Linked DNA regions of Mus musculus: all the other regions are linked to region 2. The links are chromatin contacts, called in public HiChIP or PLAC-seq maps. All regions are on one chromosome and are shown on one strand. Each heading gives the region's core, a stretch centred on a gene start, on an enhancer-like site or on the middle of the called end of the contact. The rest is flanking DNA. Distances are from core to core; before and after follow the strand shown.

Evidence for each region. HiChIP or PLAC-seq counts read pairs in DNA pulled down with a chosen protein or histone mark.
Region 1: a contact with region 2 is called in an HNF4G HiChIP or PLAC-seq map of pancreatic cancer cells. The contact joins two enhancer-like sites. A contact is called at or near these places in 1 of 39 promoter capture datasets (stem cell-derived epiblast-like cells) and 1 of 115 datasets of contacts at active chromatin or transcription factors (pancreatic cancer cells).
Region 3: a contact with region 2 is called in a FOXA1 HiChIP or PLAC-seq map of pancreatic cancer cells. The contact joins two enhancer-like sites. A contact is called at or near these places in 1 of 115 datasets of contacts at active chromatin or transcription factors (pancreatic cancer cells) and 1 of 9 other capture datasets (embryonic stem cells).

What each region holds. Positions count from the first base shown.
Region 1 is chr1:90,233,130-90,236,258 of GRCm38.p6, forward strand. No RefSeq gene overlaps it. Among named protein-coding and RNA genes, the nearest start is that of Gm34930, 13 kb to the right of the region's middle. Within about 2 kb of position 1,557, at least 70 of the 459 cell types and tissues checked have an H3K27ac peak or open chromatin away from gene starts, as enhancers often do. A contact at or near this core is called in pancreatic cancer cells, where this site is marked.
Region 2 is chr1:90,833,081-90,836,214 of GRCm38.p6, forward strand. The region is part of intron 1 of Col6a3 (collagen, type VI, alpha 3); the gene reads right to left. Among named protein-coding and RNA genes, the nearest start is that of Col6a3, 9.3 kb to the right of the region's middle. Within about 2 kb of position 1,856, at least 58 of the 459 cell types and tissues checked have an H3K27ac peak or open chromatin away from gene starts, as enhancers often do. A contact at or near this core is called in pancreatic cancer cells, where this site is marked.
Region 3 is chr1:90,287,204-90,290,307 of GRCm38.p6, forward strand. All of the region lies in intron 3 of 2700003A03Rik (a long non-coding RNA gene), which reads left to right. Among named protein-coding and RNA genes, the nearest start is that of 2700003A03Rik, 16 kb to the left of the region's middle. Within about 2 kb of position 1,803, at least 105 of the 459 cell types and tissues checked have an H3K27ac peak or open chromatin away from gene starts, as enhancers often do. A contact at or near this core is called in pancreatic cancer cells, where this site is marked.

The DNA of each region.
Region 1 (3,129 bases), core at 307-2,806, 600 kb before region 2:
AAAATTTGGACAGGAAGTTTTAGAGCAGCAGCTCTCCACCTATAGGTCTCGGCCCCTTTTCGGGGTTGAATGACCCTTTCGCAAGGGTCCCTGAGACCTTTGGAAAGCACAGAGATTTGCATTACTATTCTTAACAGTAGCAAAATTACAGTTATGAAGCAGCGACAAAGTGATTTTATGATTGGGGGTCAGCACAATGTGAGGAATTGTATTATAGGGTCGCAGCACTAGGAAGGCAGAGAAGCACTGCTCTAGATCAAAGGTGTCTGAAGACGATGTCAGACAGTGGAGAGAGACCTGAAGGAGACTTGAGGCCCCGAGTTAGGCACTGTCACTTGGGTCCAGGTATGTGACCTAATTCCGATTTGTTTTTTTTTGAACATGTGTGGGAACTTAGCTTCCCTTCACCAAGGGGCCTAAGAACTGATAAAGAATGATATTAGACGTGCTTAAATTTTCTTTTCCGACATGTGGCACATCAAGGAGGACCTCCACAGGAAAGCCGGGGCTTCCTAAGCCCCAAGAGAGGGCAAATGGCTTGTTACTGAGTTTAATTAGCCAACAGGCATCCTATCCTCCCCAAGGGCTTTATTTAAAATGTTGGAAGAAGGATCTGATGATATAAAACCCCATGAAAATGCTGTGCCTGCAACATCTCCAGGACGCATCTCTGTGGCTCATCTGGGAAGCTTTTAAAACACCCAGAAATGCATGAACTCTTAATAGGAACATGGAGCCGTTGAAGGGCACAGTGACCTCTACTAACTGAGCCATGGAATAGCCCGCTGAAAACAGCCAAAGCCTGAAGGGCTGAGCTTGTGCCCCAGCGTGGCTCCCAACTTTTACGAAACCGGGAGCCTTCTCTTTTGAGTCTCTATGTGCAGTGAAGAGACTATGATGATTTTGGATCCATCCTTGGCCAAGTTAAGCTTCAGGCACTATCTCTTCCCCCAAAGCACAGAGCTTCAAACTGGCCTGGATTTCCCTCCAGTCACAATGTGCATCATGTCCAAGCCGGCAGCAGAAGGTGCCTGCGGCAATTGAAATGAAAATTGACTATAGAAATCAGTTTCTATTTTCACAAAGCCCTTGTCTTGCAAAAGTGCCAATCATACTGGATTAGTGGCCACCTTACTTCAGTGATTTTAATCACATTGGTAAGATTTATTTTCTTAAATGAGGTCATAGTCTGAGGCATTAGGGACCAGGGATGGAGAGCTTAATGTATTGTTTTTGTGGGGAAGAGACGCAAGACACGCCATGAATTCCCCTCTAACAATCTATTCTATGCATGCCCTGAAGTGTAACGTCTGATCTCTTTATGATGCTCACTCACTCTGGGCACAGGGCTTATTTGGGTTACAGGAACTTTCAGGGGAAATGGGAGGTGCAGAGCCACAAGCAAATTGAAGGTTAGGCCCACAGCGTGTGGATTTGGGGAGAACATTATTCAGTCTGTCCTGGAAGCATTTGGACACTCAGGGACTGTGGAAGGAGGAAGTCAGGACAGGGCACTCTGTCACGTCTCAGCGGTGTGACTTTGACCACGTTCTTGGGCCAGTCTGGTTTGCTGAAAGGTCCTTCCATTGACCTCACAGGCCGAGTAAGGAGAAGGGAGACATAGTTTTGTGATTAGTCAGGTGCCCCGCCCATGGAAAAACATTGCCACATGCCTTGCGTCACTTTTGAATGTGAACTTAGATGACGGCAATGTGGAAATGGGGTGAAATCAGCAGAAAAACAGATTTGTTGCTGCAATAACATTTCTTTCAAGAGAACCTGGTCCCTAGAGGTGGGCCTCCTTGCTGACATTTGAATACCTCCACATTTCCAATGCACGGCGTTCTTTTTCCCTGCGTGACTAGAAGCTTAAAACATCACTCGCTAATGAACCCCAGATGGTAGATCTGGACTGCCTGGCCCATAAGCCTGTCCTGGATGCCCCTTAGCTTGCTTCAGTGATACAGTGCCTGGGCAGACAATCCTGCAACTGAACAGGAGAGAGAAACCTGGGGTTTGACCATCCTCTCCTGAAGCCCTCGTGGCTGCTGGGAGATGCCACTGACATGCTCTGGTTTTGATGCCATGGGCAAATCTAGCAGAAATGATTGATAGGCCTCTGAGAAACCAGTACCTCTGGGGCTGTGCTATATCTCTTTCCTTACTTGCTTTATACCCCGCTTTCTAGAGATACCTAAGGATGTAATGTTCCCATTCCTTACTCCTTCCTGTGAGGAAAGCTCCATGACTGGAATGCGTAATTCCATCATGTTATGATATACTTTTATGAGTTGTGCATAATAAGAGCATCTAGCCTCCTGGAAATATGGCAGAGGCTGTGCATAGAGCAGAAATCTACAGTGTCAGCATGATGATTGATGGGGATCCCAAGCAAAGGCATAGGCTCCAGGTCAGGGTCAGCGCTTTAGGACGGTCCCCTGAGGAGACCCTCCTCTGTAAAAAAGGTAGATGGTAGTAGCTTAACAGGGGTGGGGTGGGGGTGGGGGTGCAGTGCTGTGTGTGTTATATTTCTGTTGCTGTGACAAAACAGCACAAACACACGCAACTGGCATTCAAAGGAAGGGGGTTTATTTTATTGATTGATTGGTTGATTGATTGATTGATTGATTGATAGTTCCAGGCAGAGAGTCCACCATGGAAAGCTTGGCAGCACCTGGTCAGAACAGGAAGATCAGAGATTTCATGTTTCCATCCACTGGCAGATCACAGAAGATCAAACAGGAAGTGGGGAGAGGTTATGAACTATCAAAGCCCGCCCCCCAGTAACATACTTCCTTTAGCAAGGCTGTATCTTTCCACAACTCCCCACCAACATCACCACCAACTAGGGACCAAATAATGTTCAAGTACATGCGCCTATAGGGGACGTTTCTCACTCAAACCATTACAACTGTTTAGAGAAATAATGTTTTCATTGGATGGAATTAAGTGCAAACAAAAGCTGAAGCGTCGAAGCTGCCCTGGCTAAGGTGGAGGCTGGGGAAATGGACAATCCTATTGTCCCTGCCTCTACCCAAGGAGTCCCACGTCATTGCTATAAAGCAGAGTATAAAAGCGTTGAGCTGGTTTATCTTGAAGACCCAGTTATCAGCATCAACAATTGTGGTT
Region 2 (3,134 bases), core at 606-3,105:
AGAGAAAAGTGCATAGAAACTTGCAGCTCATCCACAGATTTGCCATTAAGTCTCCTTCCTGAGGCCAAGCCCAGCCTCAAAGAATGGGACACAGCACTGACTGAGGTATGGCATGCCCAAAGATGAGACCGTAATCAAGAGACTCAATTTTCAGACCCACCATGGGTTGGATCCCAGGGAAGTTAACCATGAGCATCACCTGTGACTCAGAACCTGCTTGTAGCTCAGATTCCAAGCCTTCGGGGACTGAACCACCTGTCAATACAACTACCCCGGCCAACGTGTCGGCAGCGGAAAGGAGGCACGGCCCCAGAACATCAGGCAAGCTCTCAGCACATTTGTTTCCTCAGTGTAGTCAGATTGTGGCAACAGTACAAACACCCGGTCCCATTTTCCTGGCTTGGCATGTTCATTGCCTCTTAGACTCAGAAACGCACAGCTCTGAAAAGCAGTCTGTGGTGTTCAGCGCTCTGACTCCACAGTGTGCCCATGTCTTGATGTAACCTAAGTGGTGGTGCTAGGACTCTGCCCACAGCCAGTATGCAAGCCACTGCTGATGGGCTGGTCACCCTCTCACCCTGTCACTACCCCAGCTCCACCCCATTCACTCTATAGAACACTGCCCACCCCATGTTCCACCCTAGACACCTTTCTAAGGTGGCGCACGCCTTTAATACCAGCACTTGGGAGGCAGAGGCAGGCGGATTTCTGAGTTCGAGGCCAGCCTGGTCTACAGGGTGAGTTCCAAGACAGCCAGGGCTATACAGAGAAACTCTGTCTTGAAAAACCAAAAAAAAAAAAAAAAAAAAAAAAAAAAAAAAAAAAAAAAAAAAAGATGTCTGCCTCTTCCTCTCTCCCTCTCCCCCTCTCCCCCTCTCTCCCCTCCCCTCTCTCTCTCTGTGGGGGAGGGGGTGTTTGTGTGTGTTAAATTAACTGATGATGTGAACTCAGGACATTCTACTTTGGTTGGGTTTTCAGATATTTGATGGAGAACCTGCATCTTTCTGGGTCCTCTCCAGACACACAGTCTGTTCCTCCAGAGTCCCTAATGGCTTTGTAATTAGTCTAGAGCTGTATTTTAATGACAGGTCAACATATGTGAAAACTCTGAATGTTTACCACCATTGTGCACCAAACTACATCTCTGAAAGAGCTATGCCCCAGGGACAGAGTGCATTCTTTTGTGACTCTAAACCCAGCTATGCCACAGCCTGCCACAATATTCCATTAGTCTTATGTATCACAACTTCAATCAAAAGATGTGCATGCAGGTCTTCTAGCATTCTAGTTCAATGATTTCAAATATTTAATTCATTCAGGAAATGTGAGGCTTTAAGTAACATTGTGTATGTATGTGTGAGTGGGTGCGTATGTGTGCATGTGTGTGCATGTGCATATGTGTGAATATGTGTGCATGTGTGGAGAGGACAGAGGTCAGTGTTATGTGTTTTCCTCAACTGGTTTCCACCTCATGATTAGAGACAAAATCTCTTCCAGTGAACCCAGCATTCACCGGTTGGACTAGGCTGACCTACAAGCCTCCAGGAATCCTGCCTCTGCCTCCCAGAGACAGGACAACAGGTGTGCACGGCCACACCTGGCTTTTTATGTGGGTCTTGGATACAACTCTGTCCCCAAGCTTGCAAGGCAAGGACTTCACTAGCTGAGCCACTGTCTCATCTTTCGAGGAGCATCTTGTGGGAGAATTAGGATACAAGAATATTCTAGCACCTCGCTATGAGGCAATAGTCGTGGGATCTATGAAAGGGGATAGGTGGGGCCTGAGGTAAGGGCTGTCTGACCACTGTTGAGTCTACATTAAGGACAGGAAATACTCTGCAAGCCACATGGACAGAAAGCTCACTGTGGGTGAGTCATATGGAGTCGTTTTGCTAACGATCCCTGCCCCTCACACAGGGGACTCCTTTGAATACACTAATCCTACCATGTGTTAGTCACATAGTGAGTCACGCTGGAGCAACCCCTAAAGCTCCTTCCTAGCCTTCCATGGTCCCTAAGCGGTGATGCCATGGCTCTGTGAAGATGTTTGAAGCCACCAGCTAATTGAGTTTCTCTAAGGAAATGGCACTCGTGTTATATGAGTGGCCTGAGCATTCATCTCGGAAGAGCAGCTCCCTAGGTACCTGATGGCTCCAAGAGACAAAAGAGACACAGCCCAAATAGAAGCTTTTTTTTCCCCAGACTCCATCCAGATGTTGAGGGAGAGGGGAGGATGGGAGAAGCCCCTTCACCTCTGAGAAGCAGGGCAGGAGCTGATGCCCTGGGTTGAGGTGTCCTTGAGATCCAACAAAGCTGCTGGATCCCCAGGTGTGAAACTGAAAAGAAATTGTCTCCACGGTTTGCTGTCAGGAAATCTAAGCTCTAGGATGTAATGAGCCACACAGTAGAGTTAAGGGTAAATGGAGTCATTAATACATATTCACCCAAGGAGTAGGAGCCCCTTACATCATTGGACTGCATCCTCTCGGTGATGAGCGCAAGAAGCACTTGCAGGAAGGGGAGCTTTTATCGAGATTGCACTAATCTAAAGGTGTCAAGCATCAGCTCCCAGACAGTGCCCTGGATAGCTCTTTTTAATGAGGGGGGACAAAGGTAGCCACACCCTCTCTTCTCCCACTGCCAGTCTCATTACTCTCAGGGAAGAGAGAGAAGTAACCACCAGGCAGAAGAAATCAGCCACTGGGTTTCTATCTTAGAGGCAGGATTTCCCACCTCCTTCCCTGCATCCAGTGGCTGTGCACCGCTCCCACCACTTTAAAGCAGGAAAACTAAAACAGGATGAGGGAAGGTGGTTTGCAGAAGCCACATAGATAAAACAAGATAGGGTCAGCATCCAAACTCAAGTCCACAGCTCCAAGGAAGGAATGAAGCCCAGGAAACAGTACAAGCTAGGCAGGACACTCCCAGAGTCATGGTGCAAGGAAGAACAAATGTCCTTGGTGTTGGTGAATGTCTGGTTCTTTTCTTCCCCATATGAAAACATAAAAGTCAGACTTGGCTGCCTGGGACCCTTGTGCTGGGTGGGGTGGGCTGTCCTTTGTCAGAGACTCTGTGCCCTCAAGGCGACAGACTCAAAAAACCCAAGTACAATATTAACTGTATCCTCCCCTTTC
Region 3 (3,104 bases), core at 553-3,052, 550 kb before region 2:
AGGGAGAGGGAGAGGGAGAGGGAGAGGGAGAGGGAGAGGGAGAGGGAGAGGGAGAGGGAGAGGGAGAGGGAGAGGGAGAGGGAGAGGGAGAGGGAGAGGGAGAGGGAGAGGGAGAGGGAGAGGGAGAGGGAGAGGGAGAGGGAGAGGGAGAAAAAGAAAGAAAAAAGGGCAACTCATAAATCCTGCAGTTTAGGATGGGTGCCTCTCACAGGATGGGCGGGGCTCTGTTTAAACCACTAAAGGTACTTTGGCTTAAGCTTGCATCAGCGCTCAGGGGAGGGGTGAACAGGTGAGAAACTCAGGCACAGAGGAGAAACACCTGCTCAGGTCCTGCTTCCTGGTAACAAGGGGACTGAGATTTTGCTATGGGGACAGCTGTTTTCCAAACTTCGAAGAGATGTGCCACAGAAGTGAGACTTCTGCACTGTAGCCCCCAGAGTCTGATTCTGTATCCCTGTACAACTCGTCACAAGGACCCCAAAGGTCTTTCTGCGTGACTTTCATGCATTGGCAATCAGGTGCTACTTGGGGACCTCAGCACCACTCTGTGCTCATGCCTGGCCTGGCCACTCTCTCTGTGTGTCCCTGTTGCCAGATCCTGGCTGTCATACTGTTCCAGAATATTCTAGCTGGATTAAAAAGCCTGGGCTCACTCTGTAAGACCTCATGGAGAACATCATGAAGTGTCCCCCTCACTCAGCCACCTCTCTGAGTACTTCGTGTAAGATGGAGGTATCTGAATCCTGTCGGCTTTGGCTGTTGAAAAACTAGTTCTAGAAGTTCACACTAGTCAGAGGTTGTTTCACAATCATAAAGCTCACTCTTAATTCACTTAAGTCTTCTCCTCCTCCTTGAATGAGCCCCTTTTAAGTCTGAAATTAGACACTAAATGCAGGCTTCACATTTCATGTGTCCTTTAGTAGCTAGTGACATTCTCTAGGGCAAGGTCACTTCTCCAGCATTCTGAAGTTACACCTTCTGCCCCCATGCCCCGCCCCCGTAAACTTTTTGCTCCTGGTAACAGTTTCCCTGGAGACAAGTTGCCCCCTTTTCATTGAAGTTAAGAACATGCCAATGCTAACTCCCTTCCTCGAAAATACGCCAGTGACAATCCCAACCTTGAATTCTCAAGACCCTAGGAGAAAATCCATCCGGACCTAAGTCCCCTGGATCAGGTCAACCTAGGACAAAGCCGCTAGCTCACCCAGCCGCCATCATTTGCCCTCTTCACAGGAGGATCTGTCAATTTGGCTTCCATCCAGGACTCCATCAGATCCTCAGGGATGTAGGCGGTCATACCCCCTTCATGGAAGGGTGCCTTGCCTCATTTGTCTGCTAGAGTCATCTCAGTACCCACTTCAGGCTCTGGGATTCCACACATGCAAATGGTACCCAGCCTTCCTCTTCCTCCTGCTTTGGGCAAGTCTCAGGGCACCAGGACATAGGCTGTGGCTTCCCTGACATGTTCTGTTTGTGCCAGACTGTCAAGCTCCTTCATGTTTGTGTGAGCATGTGGGTGCACATGCGCGTGCATGCCTGTGTGTGCCTGTGTGTGTGTGTATGCATAATGGTCAGCTCTCTTAGCTCAAACTGTAACATCCACTCTAAAATAGTGTCTGGAAAACTAGACTGTTTTGCGTTTTGCTCTCAGTGCAAGACAAATGCCAGGCAGCCTGAGAAGGTGGAACTTGTATACAGAATGGGATGGGAATGTTGAAATGTGGGCCCATGCCCAGCCACATAGCAGTGTCTTCCTGGAACTGCCATGCAATGCTCTGCTCGGAAGCTTCTTTGTCCCCAGAGACACAGGCACAGTGCCACATGCACACAAGAGGAAAGGGGGATCCTAGCATCATGCTGGGTTCCAGTGGGTGTGTGGGGCTTGTCTGCTTGGGCAGAGGCCCTGGCATGGAGATGTCCTCACCACAAAGTGAGTCACAGGGGTGGTGGCTGGAGCTGAGAGTCAGAGCAGAGTGCAGGACGGAGTCAGGCCAGGGTCAAGTCAGGGTTAGCTGGCCAGGAGTCTGTGGAAGAAGTGGGTGTCAGGCAGAAAGCACAGAGGTACAGATAGAAAATTCTGGAAAAGAGTCACCGAGTCAAGCATCTGGTATCTCATTAAGAGCAGCAGGTACTTGCAGGCACCACTGAAGGCAGTTGAGCCCTGTGATGATCTGCACTCAGAAGGGCGTCTACACCCTCTTGACTAGAGTGTACTCCTGCTGAATCCTCAGCCAGCACACCTAGGGCTTATGGGAGAGAAAATCGCAGCACTTGGCCATTCTCAGGGCATGTTGTGGGCAGAGTACACAGTCTGCTCGTTATGCTGAGAATCTATGCATTGAAAACAAGTGTCTCAAAGTCTTGGGCTTCTATCTACTCCCCTTGGTTTCTCCTCCCCAGGCCCCTCCTCCCCTTTCTTATCTGGCCGGCCCACACCCTGAGCCTGCTCCCTGAGGTCAGAGGCTGTGCTGCGTCCCTAGGTCCCTGGAGGATAAGTTTTGCCTTTCTGCCCATGGGGGAGGGCTTCCACGGCCATGGCTGCCTCTATAGATCTTTGGGGGAAGTGGCCAGGAAGGCCCTGCTGACCTGTTTTGAGCTCACACTCAGGTTTCCGCTCCCTGGGTTTGTGTAGAGTAGCTGGAGGGCCAGCTATAAGTAACCCACGGGCTCCAACCTGCTCTCTCCTGGTCCCTTCATCTGTAAAAACAATTGCTGTTGTCCCCCACCCATCTCCAGGAGAGTTCCTGAGTGCGTGGGAATCTTGGGATGTTTGGGGAATTGTTCTGGTTTCCAAGGCTACATGGCTGGAAGGATGGGGCTGAGTGGCTGTGGTGGGGGTGGGGTGGGAAGGACTTGGAGGTGTCTCTCTCTCATGGGCTGTACTTCTCTCTGGCTGGCCCTCGGAGGTGGTAAGCCTCAAGTGGATGGAGAAGCTTGTTGCTTTTGTAGGCAGACACTTCCATGTAGAAACTCAGCATGACTCTCTTTAGACTGTGCCGGTGGCAAGCAGGTTAGAGCCTGTGTTCCTGCTACTGAGCCAGAAGGCATGGCTTCTGGGGCAAAGGCTGTGTCTGGAAAGGGGGCTCTGCCCCTGCTCACACATG